Linked DNA regions of Ovis aries: region 1 is linked to region 2. Evidence: chromatin contacts called from public Hi-C data. All regions are on one chromosome and are shown on one strand. The core of a region is the stretch at or near the end of the contact, and the rest is flanking DNA. Distances in the headings are between cores, read along the strand shown. Region 1 overlaps ARHGEF28 (Rho guanine nucleotide exchange factor 28). Region 2 holds the start of ENC1 (ectodermal-neural cortex 1).

Region 1 (7,144 bases), core at 2,631-5,130, 790 kb before region 2:
GCCGTCATCTCCCCTGACATCTGCTAGAACCATCCAGAGCCTGTTCCCAGCGGCCTGATGTCAGGGTTCCTGTAGAGGAGGGGCAGGTTGGTGTTCAGTGCTGGGGCTGGACTGGGACACAGTGCTACCGGAGTTTGATGCTCCTTATAGAGTTGATGAGGGTGAAAACCACTTTCCTAAACAAAAAGTCTGTAACTGGATGGGTTAGTCCTATGACAGGCTTCAAGGACTGGGTCCTTCTAAGTTAGGCCCATGTCAGTCTGAGATTACAGACCAAGCAAGATCCTCTGTTTTCAGTCCTCAGTATACCTAATCAGGTAGACAGGTAAATCTACTTCCTGTGAAATTATGAAGACCTCTTGTCTGTTCTGAAAGAGAATACAGACCTGATCCATTCCCCTCTTCTTGCCTTCATCTGGCTCACCGTCAGCTTCTTTCCCTATCTGGTGGTCCTCATGTCTATGAGGGGGACAAGAGAGAGAATGGCTAATTCTTTTGGCGTTAGGAATAATATCCAAGAGTTGAACCATTTTTGAGTGCCAGAAAAATCTCTATAAAGTGTCCCTTCACTATAGAGGAAGTATTGACCAGCTTGGGCAAAATGAACTTAAGTTTTAGCTGATATAATTTGAAACAGTTTCTGCATAAACAAAAGCGTTTTCGTAATAAAAGAGGCCTTTGGGATTATAGAGGGCTCTCATTTTCCAGAGATCTAAGTATTGTTTAATTAACTTAAATAAAAAAGTATTTCCTTCATCAGAAATAAAGTTCCAAGATAGTACCAAGGGAAGAAAAATACAGTGTCACAAATGAATATTTATTTCATGAGGTCCTGATTGGGGAGGGTTCCGGTGAAATTCTGTGTGGGAAAGGGCTCTGGAAAGTCTAGTTTTAATCTGTGCAAGATGAACATGGTATAAATTTTAACTGAGTTCACAGGGGTGGATAAATAAATAAATAAAATCCCACCACTGGAGATTTAATGGATGGAGTGAAATCTCTTTGGTACTTAATCATATTTCTGGGCTAAACATATTTCTGTGTTTTCATACATTAAGTATATAGTATTTATAGTGTATGTGAATTTACAGCATAAGCAAGAATTGTAAGGGAGGAAGCACACATGGAGAGTATTAAAAATATTACTAGTAGGTTATTTGGAGATAAGGACAGCTTATCAGTTTCATGACTCTGAGCTCATGCGGTTTTTGCCACCTTCACCTGCTTAGAAAGACGCTTCATTCTTCCTATTGGATGCCCCCTCCCTTGTTTATGGCCTGCTGCTCTTGTACCGGCCCTGAAGGAGGCTTCCCAGACCTGTCTCCTTAGAGCTGGCCTGCCAGGCCTCACTGTTCCTCTGCTGTGCCTGTTTTTATTGGACCCTCCCCAGGCCTCTTTCCCCGTTAGTGAATGAGATGCAGAATCCTACCGTCTTGGTCCCACAGACATCACACAGACACCTCTCTGCCAGAAAGAAAGAAAAGTAAAAACGCTGGATGCCATGGGTCAGATTGGCACCTACTAGTGTGTAAGCTCCCTGGGGGCAGGGACTCTGCACTTTACTCTGCTCTGTTTTAGCACCTCATAGAAGAATGTTCGATACACGTGACGTTGCGATGTTTCTTACCTTGGAATATGTGTCAGCTGTGTACCAAGGACCCCGTCCGCTGGCTGATGTTTGATGATGTCCTTTTTGTTTCTGTCTCAACGATGTGCTTCCAGCACTAGTCACAGAAGGGACAGGAGGAAGAGGCTGTTGGGATGTGGATGCCGGGACCCAGGGTGTGGGAACCGACCTGGCGGTTTCTGATGCGGGGGAGAAGGTATTGTGAACTGACTTGCTAGTAAATGGCACCGGTTACTTTGTGTAATAAAACAACCTCAGCTCCTGGTCTGTCCTCAGCAGTGAATAGTCCGCAAGTGTTTTCTGCATTGTTCTCTACTTCAGTATTCGTACTTAAACTTTCTGCCTTTTTTCTTAAAATGTTCTTGCTTTTCTGATATCGTATAGGTGTAAACCAAGAAACAAATGAAAAGTTATTAAAAAGATTGAAAACTCAAATGTTTATTTGTGTGTCTGCGCTCTTGCTTCTGGTCTCACTTTCCGCCCTGCAAACCTCCAGCTTTTCACCCACGACATTTAGTACCTCTTGGCTGAGAGGTGGTCCTGGGCTTGCAGGCCCTTATGCAGCCAGGTGACGCCAAAGTGGCCGAAATAATGTTGACTTTGGAACGTCCTGGCTTCTTCACTTTCTTTTACCTTCCTCTCCTTTCTGATTGTTGTCCTCTCACCACTCTTACTGTCACCTGCCTTTTTGATAGTCTTGTAGTTAACCTAATCAGTTTTTGCTTTGTGGCATCACTTTTTCTTTGTGCGTACTATACACATAGGTTACAACAGTCTTTTAATTTTAAAATGAAATTTCCTATTAACATCAGATGAAACTGAGATGTCGGAGAGAGATGGGGAATAAGAACCTGATTCTGGGAGGTGGCTAGTGGGCCTTCCCAGGGTTACCTGGGCTCAAGAGTTACTTTATCTAAACTTGAATGAGGTGCATTACAGATACCACCGTGTGTTAATGTGGCAAAATGACATCTGAGCCTTTATGTAAATTATGTAACATTTTATATTTCACAGATATTTTTGTGTATATTACATATGACTGAGGAATCAAAGATATTTTAAGAGCCATAGAAAAGATGGCTGTGATTTAGTGCTTTTTCAAACTTCATAGGCCAGAATGAATATAGTCATTAGATTTCACTCCACTTATTCTGGCTGTAAGCTCTAAGTTCTTTTATCTTAAACATTCCTGCTCTTCTGCTCTTTTCAGGGCAAACTTCACTTTCAAGTCTGTAGTTTCCAGCTGCTTTTTTGTTATTAGAGGAGGGAAGTCGGGGAAGGACTGATTAGTTTTGAATGGAAAGCTGAGGTGGCTTCCACCCCTAAAGTCCTCCCCTTCCATGATTCAGTCCCAGGTAAGAGAGGAGGTGTCCAGGTTCCTCTTTGGATGAACCTACCTGGAAAATTTTGCCATTAATAAGGCATTTTGAGAAATGAATTGACCTATAGAGCAGAATCATTTGAAATCACACTTTAAAGAAGTATATGATGGCTGTTTTGTAATTATCTTTCTTAATATGGTAAGGTTTAAAAAGCATTTCTGAAAAAATTTTTCAAAATTTCGGATTTGTAACCCAAACGTCAAAATATCCCATGTGTAAAGCACCTAATGCAGCTATGCACATTCCCCACAAGGTGGCGGGCCAACTCCATTAAAAAGATGACATTTCAAAATTCCTGTCTCCTATCAAGCTTAGTGGATCTTGGGAATAAGAGACTTCATGTGGCATAAATCCAATTCATTTCTGTGTTTCTAATTTTTATAGAGTATAAAAATTATGTTCCATACAATCTTACAAATGCAGTGGAGTGTAGCGCAGGGACTAAACCAGGAGTGGAGAGAACTCCAGAATTCACTATGGAACGGGGAGTTCTCGGCTCTTGTTATCTTCGTGAGGGTGGGGCACAGCTCTAATGAGCCATCATTTGTCCTTCCCCTGTTTGAGATGCTGTTTGGTAGTGAAAGCTTTCATGGGCAGTGTGGGGTGAGGAGTGAGAGGGCAGGGAGAAAAGGCCAGGCTAGCTCATCACAGTGGCCTCATCAGCCTGAACTAATTGAATGTAACAAGTTTCAGGTTACCTGAGAACTGTTCCTTGAGGTTTGATTTAAAGCTGCTCAGATAAGACTGCAAGCGGTGTGCAGGCGGCTGCAGGCCCTTGGAAGGCAGCGACTCTGAGGATCCCCTCAGTGTGATGTGTGGAGGACACAGTAGCTGCTCATTCTTTATCTATAGTATGGCATGTGCGTGTCCGTTACACACCAAGCAGCCCTCTTAGGTTTGCAGACACAGCACTGAATACACAGATGAAATCTTGCTACTCCTTGGCTTGCATCCTAACGAGAGAAAAAAGACAGGGAACAAATGGACAGATGTTGCATTCTGAAAACTGGAAGCCCTGACTATGCGCATGTGCTCTCAGTGTGTGCAGGGGAGAGACGCAGGGAGTCAGGTGGAGATGCACCCCACCCCCCAAGGAGCACATGGTCTCCTGTGGCCTTGTTCACGGCCTCTGCTGCCAGGGCTTCTCCTAGGTGCCCGTGCCTGGGCCCCGGGCGCTCTCAGCGGAGGATGCCGGCCGGCTGAGTGCTGTCCTTTGCGCTGCCTCTGGGTCTGGTTTCTCCTTCCAGCCAGCGGCAATTATGACTTCCCAAATCTCAAAGTGAGTTAGAGACTGGGCATGATGACCTGTAGTTTCCAAGCCTGGCCTCCAGGATACAAGCCTGGCCCGAGAGACTAGCCTGGGTGCAGAGAGCACCATTTACAACGCTGCGTGCATGAGGTACATGTGGTCACTTTGAGCCTACAGCGTTCCCCGAGCATCTTCCCTGGGTGTCTTAAGGGAGGGCTGAGTGCATCTGGAAGGAAGTGGCCGTGCAGCTCAGATACCAAGGCTGCCCAGAGGGGGCTCTCTTTCCTCTTTTGGTGGTTGAATTCTATACTTAGCTTTCTGGGAGGAAACGGTCACTATGGAAGAGTTTTAGAGCGAGAGCAGTGATTTCCCTGAGGTCATAGACTGTGGAACACTGCAGTGCAGCCTTTAAGAGTGGAGTGAGTGTTCATTTTATTTATGTTTTTGTGTATTTTAGGTGGAATATAGAAGTTTCCCAGGTTCTTTGCAGTCAGAGGTGAGCTCTGCATCCTTTAAATATGTCACCATCCTTTCTTTGTTTGTGCATAATGAATGCTTTTTTAAAAACTTGACACTCACAATCTTATTTTTCAGATTATACAAGCGATACAGAATTTAACTCGTCTCTTATATAGCCTTCAGGTAACTATGCTCTGACCCTGTGAATGTTTTCCCTCATGCAATTCACTTTATTTGATGAGTCCCAGACTTTAAAATTTAGAACATTTGAGAGGTAATGAATAATCTTAAAAGAACACCAACCCTCCACCTCTACCCCAAGTGTAACTCTGCTGATGCTTTGAGCTTCACCTGGTTTTGTAATCACGAGGCATCACCATTACTGTGGTTTATATACCATTCTTCTCTGAAGCCATAAAACAGTTCATATCTTTAAAAAATATTGATGAATATGATCTGGCTGGAAGTTTGCAATGAAACTCTTAAGTGAGTGTAGTATGACTTCACATTTTCTGGTGAAAACTTAAATTCACACCTAAACTCTTTTCACTTCCACATGTGGCCTTAGGCCTTTGGGGCAGTCAGTAATTCACACGCTCTTCCATCGTTTCTTTGGTTCATCCGCCTAACATTCATTGAGGACCCTCCCTGGGCCAGGCACTGTGACGAAGGCTGAGCACAAAAGGGCAAGTGGCCCACAGGGTCTACCATCAGATGGCTCCCTGTCTGTCCAGGAAAGACAGGCACCCTAAAAATGAGGGCTCTGTGGCTGGATGATCCCCTAAGTCCTGCACAAGAAAGGCGGAATACATCCAATTGCTCAATTTGTGAGTTAAAAAATATTTTTAAATGATGTGAAAGCAATGTTTATAGAAAAATCTTGATACATGTAACTAAAATGACTTGTGATTCTGTGGAGAGACTTACTGTTGTCTGGGGGTATGTATCCCTCCAGTTTTTAGAAATCATTTTGTGTGTACCCTTGGAGCCTGTACCTCTCTATTCATCAGTTGTCTCTATAGCACAGTTGTTAATGGGTGTATAATATTCAGGCCTATGGAATTAATCCATTCCTCATAGTTTATGTCTTCCCTGGTGGCTCAGATGGCAAAGAATCTGCCTGCAATGCAGGAGATCTACATTCGATCCCTGGGTCAGGAAGATCCCCTGGAGAAGGGAATGGCGACCCACTCTAGTATTCTTGCCTGAAGAATCCCATGGACAGAGGAGCGTGGCAAGCCACAAAGGGGTCACAAAGAGTCAGATACCACTAAATGACTAACACACATATACTTGTCTGTTAATAATATTATAGCACACGTCTTTGTGCACTGACCTCTTTGAACATATCTGAGTGTGTCCGTAGGATAAATTACTGAAATCAGTTTTTGAGGCTTTTGAAAGACATTGTCGAAATAATTAGCACCCCTCTCTACTTCTCCTCAATTTGAAAATAAGTCAAGGTAGCGCGTGACCTTAATTTGCGTTTTTTGGTTACTACTGAAATTAAACTCCTGCCCCCGCTGGTTTATTGTCATTCAGATTTCATATCTTAAATCTGTTGACTATTAAAAGAAAATAAAGTCTGATACTAAGTTTTCATCAGAAAAGATGGTCATGCTACATTGCTGTTTTGTTATTGAGTCACTACTTTGCATCAAGATGTCTCTGATGTTCTATGGATCATTTGCCTATTCTTGATCTAGTACCATTATCTTATCTATTAAGATTAGTAAGATAAGTACCACTCTTTTAAATATCTGAATGTTCTTTCATAAAAGCTTTTGAATCACTCTGACAAATTTCTTAAACGTATACTCAGGTAGTTTAATTACAATATTACTATATTTATGAATTAAGTTGGGGAGAATTGGCACTTTGGCAATAATTGGTTCTCTTGACTGAGAATATGTTACTTTATGTTCTGTTGGAAATCTCTGTAATTGTCTTCATGTAGGTACTTTTTTTCTGCTAAGTGTATTCCTGGATATTTGTCTCTATTCCTATTGTGAACAGAATATTCTTTTTTTCATTATGTTTCCCCAATATTGGTTGCTGGTATGAATACAAGTATTGAATTTTTTTTAATAGGCCAACTCATTGAATTTTTGTTTTAGCAGGGTTTTTTTTTTTTTTTTTTGATTCTTTGGTGTATTCAAAGTAGAAAGTAAAAAATTGAAAGTAATGGTATTATGGCTACTCTTCAATAATTAAATTAATTTTATTTTCTTGACTTACTCCTTTGGTTAGAAATTCTGAAATGTCTTAATAGTGGCCATAGTAATATTAAATAGTAAATAATAGTGGCCACCTTTGTCTTATTCAAGATTTAGTGGGAATACCTTTAATGTCTTACATTATATATGCTAGTCTGGGGTAGATGTTCTTAGAGATTAATTTCTCATATAAAGCAAACATTCTTTCTTC
Region 2 (6,666 bases), core at 2,138-4,637:
CAGGAGTTCCAATGTTCTATTCTCCCTGCTTTAAGTTACTTCTTAGAAAACCAGCTTCAAGAACAAAGCGTGTATCCACTGCTCTCTCTCGATTACACAGGGATCACCAGGGCCATCCCTGGGTACTTGCAAATGCTGGCACCTGCATATAGGGAGATCAGAATGCAGATGTTATCTAAATCAAAACACACATACACACGTGTGTGTGTGTGCGTGTATGTGTGTTGCCAGCCATTGTTAACTTACGGTCACTCTAGAATTTATTTGCCGACTACAGTGCTTTCCTCAGTATCTAAATGGGAATTATAGCAGAACCAAATCGACTCTTTGGCTTTCCTCAGTAATCAAAGTGTAAGCTAAAGATACAGGACATGCCTATCACCTATGTTCAAAAATTGAATTATCTTCTTCCTTTTTAACCCTACTCTTCTGTTAAGTCAAAGGAATAAAGGCTTCAGGAACCCGCCTGTCAGAGGATTCGTAGGGAAGCTGTTTATTCCAGGACGGTGAACTGCATTGATACAGTATCTGTTCCAAACAGGGAACAGCTAGTCCTTACCAGCCTTGTTTCCTTCAACCTGACCAGCGGAGGCAAGGCAGGCACAGAGAACAACAGAGGCAGGTGCCTTTGACTCACTGGTCTCATATATTAGGAGTTGCAACTTGTTTTCTTTTATTTTAGGCATGTAACTTTTCATCATGAGTAACCATGATTTACTGGAGAAGAAAATAAACAACAGAGTCCTAGGGCTCTGGTGTTAAGACTTTAGGAAGCACCCATCAGTCTCCACAGTGACCTGAGCTGTGACAAATGGTGAAGAGGCCAGCATCACCCCCACGTCAAGCTAAGCCTCTAAGGTCTAGTCCATGTCACCCAAGGCCCAATGCTCCGACAGGACCCTGTGTAAATGCACCAGGTTCTCCAATGTGTTCAAAACCTGAATTAGCATCCCTGCTGTTCAACTGCTGCAGTCACATGAGCATGAGCACATTCAGTCTTCAGTACTTTGAAGAAGAGTTTTAGCCTAAACCTCAAAAAATGGTATAAATACTCTTATGCCTTATATAGAAACTTGCAAGAATTCCAAATGAGTAGCTATGCTTTCTAATGTTTTTTTTTAACGAATGCTTCCAAAGCAATCTCAAAACCTGCCTCCCTTGGATGGACCTAGAGATTATCACACAAAGTCGGTCAGATAAAGACAAACGTCATATGATATTGCGCAAATGGAAAACCTTTTTTAAAAAAGATAGAAATGAACTTATTTACAAAACAGAAATAGACACACACATAGAAAACAAACTTATGGTTACCAAGGGGGAAAGGAGGAATAAATTAGGAGTTTGGGATTAAAATACACACACTACTATATATACAGTAGACAGCCAACAAGGACCTACTGTATAGTATAGGACCTACCGTACAGCATATATACTCAGTGTCCTGCAATAGCCTATAATGGAAAAGAATTCATAAACCTGTGTGTATTCTGAATACTTTGCTGTATACCTGAAACTAACAACATTGTAAATCAACTGTATTTCAATTAAAAAAAAAAAAAAAGCTGCCTTCTTTCTGGCTGAGACTGAATGCAGCTGACAGAAGAATGAGGTTCTTGCACAAGGTACAGAAGCACCAAAGTGCCTGCAGATTGAACTGGAATCACACCCACCAGGCCCAGAAGGCATTTCCCTGAGCAGTGTAAAACAACACTCATAGCCAGGCTTATACTTAACATAACAGTTTAGAAGACTGGGATATAGGATCTGCATCTCTTTACAGCCTGTGTTTATGCTCCTGGATTTCCCAAGTAGGTTCAAAAGCCAGCAGAAGAGCCTAGCCTGTCATCTTGGATGCCACCCAGATGGAGAAGTGTGTCACAGTCAAAATCCAACAATCTTGCAGGAATATTTGATTAAAAGGTACACTTGAAGACCCAAGGGAGACAACTTGTCTTTTGGTTTAAAAGTATGCAAACATGAAAACATCAGCAGAAACCATGTACACAGACTCTAAACACACCTTCAACACAGAATGAATCATCCTTTTGGCATTTTTTAAGCCCCCAGAGAAATAATATTTGCATGCCAAGTAAGTGGCCAAAAAACGCACACATATACTTAACCTGCCTCTACAGAGAAGGCGAAAAGGGCTGCTATTACCAGTGAACATCAAAAGGAATTCTGGCTACAGTAACTTCAGTTCACTTAATGCTCTTTAACCAGGATCTCAGCCTCCAATACTTAGCAGCGCGTCACATTTCTTTAAGTTTTGAACCTGATCTCCAGGCCATCGAAGGAGAAACTGGGCAGATTTTCTCAGGCAATTTACATTATTGATAACAAAGGAACAACACTATAAAGAGACTGTTAACAAGAAAAGCATTTTACCATAGAGTCCTCTATAGCACTTGTAACGCTCTTCAACACATGCCCGTGTGGGCGACACCAGATACACGCCAAGTTCAGCGGTTCATCTCCACCCCGCCTACCAATTCCTATCCTTCGAAACTAACCATGTTAAGGCTAAACAACCTGAATGACAAAAAAAATAATTTTTTAGAAAGCAGTTTTCATTCATTCCCCACAGACATCTGGCCGCAGTGAACATGCCCTTACTAGGGGTGTCTGTGCGTGACTCCAGTGCCGCGTAGGGTGCAAGGGGACAAACAATCCCGCGCGCTAGGCACAGCCCTTCCCGCGGAGGGGAGTGGGGCGGCGGGGCGCGGGGGGGTGTCGATCGTATCCTGGCTGAGCTCCTCTCTCCCCAGCGGCTCAGAGGAGGCCCCTCGGGCAGTGCCCGGCTCTGCCTGCCAGAGGAGCGCAGCGGCGGGCCGGGGTCTCCGCCCGAGAGCAGTTCCCCGCCGCCCCCTAAGTCGGAGCTCCAGGCTCCGCGGTGCGCGCGCACGCACACACACAGGCAGACCTGACACCCACGGCGCCCGCAACAGGTCCGCGGCGGTGGCGGAGACTTACAGCAGTGGCGGCCGGCCACAGTGCACAACCAGTTAGTTGGGTCTGGCCTCGGTAACCCGGCGGGGAGGCGACGGAGCAGACGTCTCAGCCCCAGGGAGCAACAGCGACTGCCCCGGCGAAAGGAGCGCGCATGGGGCTCCGGCTCGCTGGCTGGTCACCGCGGGCTGATCGCCGCGGTCTCACGACTCCCAGGTCACGGACTCTGTGCCTGCCACCCGCGGAGCAGCTCCCGGAGGGCGCTCGGGAGGGAAGAGGGAGCCAGCGGCCGCAGGCGCCGCGGAAGGAGGCGGGCTGAACGCTCGGGGGAGGGAGCTGGAAAGAGCCGTGCGCGCCGGCGGCCGCCTGGCGTCTCCACTCGGTCTCTGCAGCGCCTCGGCCGCGCCGCCTCCTCTCCGGCTGCCCGAGCAGTCTGCGCCCGGCGGCCCAGCGCCCGGCTATAAGCGGCGAGACGGGGAGGGGAGGGCGGGGAGGGGAGGGGAGAGGGCGCGTAGGCAAAAAGTGACACCAGGTGAGGGAGGGAGGAAGCGCGTGAAAGCGGCCGGCGGAGGAGGAGGAGGAGGAAGGGGAGGAGAGCGTGTCGGGGGAGTTAATCGAGAGAGGAAGCGGGGGAGGGGGCTGTGGCAAGTAGAGAGAGAGAGACAAAGAGGATGCGGAATCTCAGCCACGAGCAGCTGCAGCCTTCGGGAATCGCGAGTAAAACAAGTCTTCCTGGGTCGCTGTGTCTTGAGCAGAGTCCGGTGCTGAGGGACCCTTCTGGGGTGGTTGGGGACAGCGCGGCCCCCCAGGTGTGTGCTCCGCGTTGCGGGAGCCGCCGTGAGGCTCAGCAAAGAGAGACAAGAGGCGAGACGGGTGTTAGTGGTTCGCGCCCTGGGCGCACACAGCCTGCCCGCTGGGCGAGATACCTGGAAAGAGGACAGGGGCGAGGTATGGACACAATTTTGGACACTGTAGGCACTCCGCAGGTTGGGCAAAGCCGGGCTGTAGGGCTCCGTTGTAGGGCAGGGGACCGGAAAGACTCGCGCCCCGGGCGCTTCCTGCCCCCACGTCCTCCCCCACCCTCCCCGCGGGTGCGGCACCCGCGGCCGGAATCTGCCCCACGCCGCCCTAGGCAGCGGCAGCCGGGCGCTGTCCGGCGGAGCGCGCACCACGTGCTTTGCAGCCAATCGCTGTGGCCGCTTGATTCAAAACCAACTGCTCCAAGGAGTGGCCACGCCGCCACCTCTCCGAAGTGATAAACCTTTAATCGCCCCCTCAGACCTGGCCCTTTCCTATCGCTTTTCGCTAGGTTGTGTTGGGTAGGAGTTCAGCAGAGCAATGGTTCAGCTCATACACGTTTGAAGCGCCGCGTGCCACGAAAAGGAAAAGTGATTAGAAGACCTCGAACGGCAATCACTATTTATGAAACCCATTTTTGATCTTTGTACCAAGGGCTTGTCTTTCCACGGGGAGCTGAAATGCCTGGTTTTCTTTTTATTGGACATTTGGAATAAAGTATATGAATGAGCTGTAGAGATTACCAGTCCAGCCCCCCGCCCTCTTTTTTTTTACGGATTGGGAATCTGAGGTCCAGGGAGATCTGAAGTGAATTGTCCAGCTCGAGGGCACACGGCTACTTGCAATGGCCTAGCCCTATAGCTAGAGTGGAGATCCCCACTTCCCAGCTTTCTTTTAAATATTAGAGGCAGAAATGGTTTAACAAGCAGAGGAGGCTCCCCCTGGCGCGCCCCCAATCCAGAGACTAGAAATCAAGGCCCTCTCGGTCCTTTAACCCCACTTTCCTTTAAGCACGGGCCCTCCAGTTATTCGTGCTGAGAAATTTCGCTCCTTGCAAACAAAGGAAGACAGTGCCCTCTGAAGTCCTTTGTTCGCATTAACTCGTCAGCTTCAGAACGAGCCTTTACAGGTCTGCTTCATATTTTAACTTATTATTCAGAGTCGCGGCTCCAGACTGCTCCACAAAGCCAGAGAGGCCAGATCGCTTACCGGTCAGACCCACGTGCAGGGGGGTCTACCAGCTGCAAGGTAAAGAGACCGGGTACGTTGCCAGCCCACCCCTGGTTCCTAAAGATGTGGATAAAAATCCGCGAAGACCAGACAGAGAAAGGCCGCAGATATTGGAGATAGGTGCTGAAAAGCCGAGAGAGGTAAACGTGTTGTATTGCACAGATGTCTCTTAAAAACATGTTTTCTTAGCCTGCGGCAAGGTGTGGGGGAAGGTAATCAGTGCAACCTCTGGAGGCACTTCCTCCTAGGCTTTATCTTTCTGGACTTCGGGTCAAAAACAAGCAGGTTGGTTCCGAAGACCAAATGTTAATATCTGCCCTGGAAGGTGGGACTGAGTTGGGGGCGGGTGTTCTGCGTAAGAGATTATACACTTTTTCTCATTAAAGAGAAGTATTTCCTTCTTATTTCAGTTACTTACCAAATCTACAGGGACCTGTACCTAGATGACCCTGCCTAGGAATAACACATGTCCTCAGTTCATTTGGTTGGCTGGAGATTTTGCCACAGGAAGCCGCTGAGCTAAGAACAGGCCATCTGTTTCTATTGCGTCTTTACCACTCAGAAAATGCAGAGTGTCCTTAAACAGGGGGTGGGGGGACAGCAAAGTTTACATGTCTTTGCAAATAGCTTTGCTCAGCAGGCAGGACTGAGAAAAGAGAACTCCATCTGGCCATTCTGTCATCCACCTATGCTGTTTTCCTGTATCTTTTCTACCTAACGTGGCCACCTTTCTACACTTGAAGAAGAGAGAAGGGGAAAAAAAGTTGTGGTCTGGAAAATCTTGAATGTATTCAGTGACTATATACATTCACATCATCTGCCTTAGGGAGATAAGCAGCATGGAGGAAGGGAAAAGAAATTACTTATTCTATGGGTTATAAAAACTGGAAGACAAATGACCTACAAACCGTACACTGGTTTGCTTGAGCCGATGCATGGGAAATTATCAGGCCTGTAGGCAGTTTCTAATGTTTACTTCACAGCTGAAAGTGATTTGGCAATTTAGGATCACAGCCGTTCAAACTGTTATTCCTCCAGCGTCTCTCAGCCAGTCCTAAAGGTAGTTCTTATCACTTCACTTGCTAGGAGAAAAGATGAGCAAGCCTTGTATTTGTACAGGAAGAACTCTCTAGATAGACTTGTGATCAAACCGGATGATATAGGCTTCAGAGATATGAGTCATAAACATCTTGGGAAACTACAGACATCCCTGTTGTACAATGGCCACCACCTCCCTCAAGATGTTAGGCCGGTCCCCTGGGCCCCTGGGAGCTGGTCTTCGCCTCTGCCTTGTGACACCAAACCAAGGTCTCGTTTTTAATGCTATTAGGAAGCTGTGCCCAAGGCTTTGGCCTTGTTATCTCCCTTAACAATGTTATTTTGTTAGGCTGCAAAAGAAGCAGCATGGGGTTAAATGTATTAGCTGCCTTCAAACCTAATTTATCTTCATTCCATCCTAATTTACACTTGGGCTGAATTAATGAGAATGATTTAATTAACACCCTGTGCCCATAGTACCAGGAACAGGACCGCTCAGGGGATTAGACCAAGCAGTGGGCTCAGCAGCTGCCGTCCTGCCTCCTGTGGTCCCCTGAAAGCCCCACCCGCCTTTCAGGCACACTGCCTGCCAGTCTTCCAAAAGTGCCCTCTTTGTTCTTTGCTCCTCTTTTTGAGTGTGTGAAAGGA

What was found. Hi-C and Micro-C count contacts between places; a contact is called where the count stands out from the background.
Region 1: a contact with region 2 is called in a Hi-C map of hypothalamus, with 6 times the contacts expected there. The contact joins the enhancer-like site here to the promoter of ENC1 in region 2. A contact is called at or near these places in 12 of 16 Hi-C or Micro-C datasets (blood, hypothalamus, liver and 7 more).

Annotation. Positions count from the first base shown.
Region 1 is chr16:7,865,362-7,872,505 of ARS-UI_Ramb_v3.0, reverse strand. ARHGEF28 (Rho guanine nucleotide exchange factor 28) reads left to right here. Exons shown (of 37, transcript XM_060400313.1): 32 at 1,723-1,823; 33 at 4,716-4,754; 34 at 4,853-4,900. Among named protein-coding and RNA genes, the nearest start is that of TRNAR-UCG, 260 kb to the right of the region's middle. Within about 2 kb of position 3,880, at least 6 of the 54 cell types and tissues checked have an H3K27ac peak or open chromatin away from gene starts, as enhancers often do. A contact at or near this core is called in hypothalamus, where this site is marked.
Region 2 is chr16:7,077,574-7,084,239 of ARS-UI_Ramb_v3.0, reverse strand. It overlaps ENC1 (ectodermal-neural cortex 1), which reads right to left and starts at 3,387. Exons shown (of 3, transcript XM_027980005.2): 1 at 2,977-3,387.